2 separate regions of the Xenopus laevis genome follow, and region 1 is linked to region 2. A link is a contact called in public Hi-C data. All regions are on one chromosome and are shown on one strand. The core of a region is the stretch at or near the end of the contact, and the rest is flanking DNA. Distances in the headings are between cores, read along the strand shown.

Region 1 (2,700 bases), core at 113-2,612, 230 kb before region 2:
AAGGTAAGCGGGAGGGGGTGGGGCGGCATTATAGGAGCCTCAGGCAGCTCTTTCATAAGAAACGTTGGTTCTATGATTTGTGGGCAGGTCTGGATTTGTGGAAAGGCCACCAAGGCCCGGGCCTAGGGCGCAGGATTTTAGAGGGTGACATTCTGCCCAACCGCACCCACATTGGTTCAGAAACACTGGGGATGCAAAGGATATATGATAGATTTTTAAATAAATTTAGATAAATTTGCCCAAATAAAGATGAGGGGACTGGGGCGACGAAAGGCAATGGGCCTACGCAGGCCCGGACTGGCAATCTGTGGGTTCTGGCAAATGCCAGAAGGGCTGCTATAAGGTGCTATAGAAAGTCAGTATTTAGTGGGCTGGTGGGGTCTGTTTGGGCCTCTTTATGGGCTGATTGGGCCACTGTGTACCTGAAATGCCAGGGCCTTTTTCAATTCTCAGTCCGGACCTGGGCCTACGGGTGCCCACTATGTAAATCCAGCCCCCTTTGTGGTACCTGCAAATCCACCCCCGCCCCTTATTGTGAGCCAACCCATAAAAATGACATGGAATATTACAATGGATCTGAGAAAGTGTATGTGTGGGGGGATTCTGCTGCCTAACCAGTTTTTTTTTTTTAACAAATGAGCAAATATTTTATTTCCTTATATGATACAAAGAAAGGAAGCAATAGCTTTCATGGAACTACCTCTCCCAGAGTAGCACACCGGCACCGTTCGGAACAAAAGTGGATTCCAGTCAGCGCAACAAACCTCGTGCCTGGATCTGGCTGTCAGTAATATACAGGATGGAGAGTTGGTGAATTACTGGGCTGAATGTATAATATAAGGGAAGCATTGTGACTAACATTTTATATTTAACCAGTGTTGGACTGGGATGCCAGGGGCCCACCAGAAAGCCTTAGACCTTGGGCCCACCAGAAAACCTAAAACAGTGAACCCACCAGAAAAAGTTAGACAGTGGATCTTTCCAAACTATTATTCTTCCTCTACTCACTCAATCTCTTTATTCTCCTAGTCTTTTATATATAGTTACAATATTCTCCCATTATTCAGCATTTTCCCCATAAAGAAATAGGGAAAAAAAAATAGGCCAAATGTTTAGAAACAAGAGGGTCCACTAACACCTGGGCCCACCGGGAGTTTTCCTGGTATCCAGGTGGGCCAGTCCGACACTGTATTTAACGAGTATTTTTTAATGAATGTTTTACCATTGCCTACAAATGAACGAACGGTGTGTGCTGTGTGGACTGCGCCATGTGTAATGCTGAAGTGAGAGGAGCGTCCGTCAGTGTGTGCATGCGGAGCACGGGGGGCGGGGTCGGACCGTGCGTGACGTAAGCGAAGGCTACTTAGCTTGGCTGGAGCCGCAGGACTGGTTGCAGAAGGATTGAGAGAGTAGAGGAGTGAGTGGCAGTTAGTCGTGCGGGGCTGTCATGAGCGCTTTCGCATTGCTTTGGCTCTGAGCAAAGATGGCACTCGCCCTGCGCAGGAGACGCTAAGTCGCAGAAGTTGATGCATTGTATCCGCTGATAAGTACTGGGAGTTTGGTTTCTTGCGGTATAGTGTGAGGATAAAGATCCCCGTCTCATTGGAGCGCCCTTGTACATCACTTGCAGCCTGGCTGCCGCTCTAGCTTGTGCCTCGCTCGTTCCCAGAGGATGAAGCCGATCCCCGCCGCCCCTGAGCCCCTGGGGCAACACCAGGACAGCCCCCGCCGTAAGGACAAGGGAGAGGCGGAATCGGAACGGCAGAGGACCCGGGAGCGCCTGGAGGCTACGTTGGCCGGACTCGCGGAGCTGGGGCATCTGAGACACCGGCAGGAGGTGCTGATAAAGAGCGTGCTGAGCCCCGGGACACGGACACACGGAGACGCTGCGGCACGGACGGGCGACAACCCGCGCAGCCTGGAGGAGAAGTTCCTGGAGGACAATATCTTGCTGCTAAAGAAACAGTTGGTAGGTGCCCGGGGGAGCAAGTTATAAGGGGATCTAGTCGGCTCTAAATCTCCTCACTGGATTATATTCTACAACTACACATACCTACTGCTGCTGCTGCACATTCTATTCGCTGCACATGTACTAGAGGCTGCACATTTAACTCACTATATACATAAGGCTGCACTGCTGCCACTATAATTCCAGGCAAGGACTGTGTGTGACATATTAGTCGCATGTAGACTGCCTGGATCATTTCTTAGCCCTGACTGACCTCCCCCAGCTGATCCCCCCCCCCATAATATGTTGATCTCATTACCCATACACAAGACATTTCCAACCCCTGTCTCTGTGTGTATGTATGTATATATGTGTGTGTGTGTATATATGTGAATGTGTGTGTGTATGCAGCCTATGAAAGCCTCTGACTTCAGACTTTAAATCGTGTGGAAGGGAGTCGCTCTGTATAACGGACTTGCTTTCTCGTATAATGACTCGATTTGCAAGAGCAATTAGTGACACCGTGCAACCACCAGGGGGCAGCCTCACACCCGCACTTTGCCTCTGAATGAAACTGCCTTTGTCAATCGGCTGCTGTGTCAGATGGAAGGAAAACCAACAGGGGCTCTAATCGACACGTTTAAGGAGCTTAACCCTTTCAGCCTCCCTTGTTTGGCTCTCTAGTCATTTTGTAATTAGCAGAACCCAGTGGGTAGCCCTATTACAGGATTAACCTCATTGCCCTTACCTTG
Region 2 (2,700 bases), core at 17-2,516:
TTTTTTCTTGTCCTGACTTATGTTGTCCAAATGCGTTTAATTCAATGGGCGTGTTTTCTTGCGGCGACGTTTTTGTCATGGTGAAAAAATTTGCAGATGGCGAAATGCGGAATTTCGCTGTGAATCCATGTCTACCAAAAAAATGTGATCATCGCTATACCAGTATCTGTATTAATTGTCGATCTTAGTATCACTATAGTCATGGTTATTATGCCTGTTCAAGAAGTCATCCAAGCCTCTGAATAATAGAATCTGTATTGCTGATCTCTTGTGCTCACATTATGGCTTTTCTTGTTCTGACCCCACACTAGATTTATCATATAAGAATTGTTGGATGCAAACAGTACCTGTGCTTTGATTTTAGATTAATTTAGCACAAAATACAACAATAGAGAGGTTGATAAACCTCTACAATACATTTACAACTACATTTACAAGAATTCATGAAAAATAAGATACGTTTTCTCCAGCCCATAACTGAGCTGAAATGTTCTATCAACCACTGAACTGAGCCTCTGAATGGGTCATACAACTGGTATGTAAAATATTTCCCCTATGCAAATATCTTTGTCAGTAATGCAGTTTTGTATTTACAAATACGAGAAAAAGCTGCCACATACCGAGCCATTCTACAAAGGATATAATCAGTATATCAATCACAGTTACAGGGGAATGTTCTTTTGGAGAATGTCTCCGCATTTACAAGCATTATGGCTGCTCCTTCTAATGTAAATGCAAATATGTAAGAAGAAATGTTTTGCACACAGGTGAAGCTGTGTCCAAATATTTTAATGTCTGTGTAAAGTAAAATAAATTGTATGTTTTGTGTTTAATGAACTAATTGTAGCTAATTGCAATTTCTATAGTGAAGCTTGAAATATTATTTTTTGAAATGCATCAGGATGTTTACAGTATTGTGTTATAGCCATAGCCCAAAACGCAAAAATAGAAGAGGATGATCGGAATATTTATTGAAAAATCATTCTTAACAGAGCCTGACACGTTTCCTGCAAACAGCATAGCCCTCCTCCAAAAAATGAATGTTGTAGAAATGTACTTCACTGCACCATTCTGAACCATAGCAAGCTACCAATGTACTTTCTACAATGCATCCATTATAGCTGCTAAATGATTCTGGTTCAAAACATTGTAGCTTTCTGTCAACACAGAGAAAGAAAGTCCAATTGATGGTATATTATTCCTACATTAGAGGAATAACAAAAGGCATGGCGAGGTGTGGCTGCAAACTAAATGTTTCATCAGTCACCAGCAAAACTGAAGACAAAGGAAAGCAGTAGGGCAGGGCTGCTCCCAAAGGCTGGGTACTGAGTTCTGTGTGTGGTTATGGGTTGACATCTAGTGGTGATTGGGAGTTACAACTGAACATCTTAAACAAATTAGGGTAGTGCAAGATAAAAGATGAAGGGAAAATGAAATAGGAAGAAAGGGAAACAAGATCAAACAGGAACTTGTTGGACATTGAAGAACATAAATTAGGGAATGGAAAGAGAAAAGGTGAAAATAGGAAAGGGGATGTGAACAATAATCAAGAAAGAAAAAGAACACATATAAGAATTAACGACAAGTATAAAAGAGCAGAAAAACAAGAAGGTTGAGAGAAAAAAGAGATCAATTGAAGGGTTATAGTGGACAAAGAGAATAAGACAAAAATAGAGGAAGGAAAAGTAGAACCCAGGTATACACAATACACAGTATAGTAAAAAGGCATCTGTGTAGTTGTGTTACAGTTGATGCAGTTGTGTTCATGATTGGGTGCTGCAGTTAAAAGATAGCTCATGAAGGAAAGTCTTTAGTATGTTCAAAACTGTCTGTGAACGTGTATGTGTGTCATAAGTGAGGGCATATCTGCTAAACTACAAATATGGCAAGAAAACTTTAGAAATTCAAGGGGAAAATTTTCAAAAAAGAAAAAAAAACACTTTCCCACTTCCCAGCATTAACTGGCATAAATGCTATGTGGCATTGTCATTCTCTTACACATATCAAAGATGGAGGAAGATCTTCAGCTGATCAGAAACCATCTCTTCTAGCTACATGGAGATATTTTGATTATATATACAGTATACAGGCATAGGATCCATTATCTGGAATGCTTGGGACCTGGGGTTTTCCAGATAAGGCATCTTTCTGTAATTAATATCACCACACCACAAGACTGCTAAAAACATTTAATCCCAATAAAATATAAAATAAAATATAGATGTATGCAACTTATTTAGGATCAAGTACAGGATACTGTTTTATTGAAGAGAAAATGGAAATGTTTTTTTTTAAAAAATAGAATAATTTGCTTAAAATTAACTCAACAGGAGATAGTTTTCCCATAATAATAGCTTTTTAGACAATGGATCACAGTAATGAAACAAATGGTATTATGTTTGCCCAGGTCTAGTTACCCACAGCAACCAATTATATATGTATGTGTTTTCAACAGTAAATGTTACCTACTGATCAGTTGCTATGGCTTACTAGACTAATTGCAAGACTTCTACTAGTTTTATTACATTACCCCAAGAGTGGGCTACAACCCTTTCTTGGTTTGTACAGACATTGAAATGAAATGAAAATATGTGAAGGTTTCAAATAATCTTTTTATTAATGCTAAAACTTTGTACATAAAATATTTACATTTCTGTGGTATTAAATATTCATGGTAAGTTGGCCATACAGAACATAAAC

The links. A called contact is a pair of places that touch in the nucleus more often than the background predicts.
Region 1: a contact with region 2 is called in a Hi-C map of the XTC cell line, with 2.7 times the contacts expected there. The contact joins the promoter of dact1.L here to the enhancer-like site in region 2. A contact is called at or near these places in 2 of 4 Hi-C or Micro-C datasets (the XL177 cell line and the XTC cell line).

Annotation. Positions count from the first base shown.
Region 1 is chr8L:94,778,194-94,780,893 of Xenopus_laevis_v10.1, reverse strand. dact1.L (dapper 1-B) reads left to right here and starts at 1,362. Exons shown (of 4, transcript XM_018230727.2): 1 at 1,362-1,969. The coding sequence starts at 1,673.
Region 2 is chr8L:94,546,742-94,549,441 of Xenopus_laevis_v10.1, reverse strand. No RefSeq gene overlaps it. Among protein-coding and RNA genes, the nearest start is that of XB5727110.L, 15 kb to the right of the region's middle. Within about 2 kb of position 1,266, at least 1 of the 7 cell types and tissues checked has an H3K27ac peak or open chromatin away from gene starts, as enhancers often do.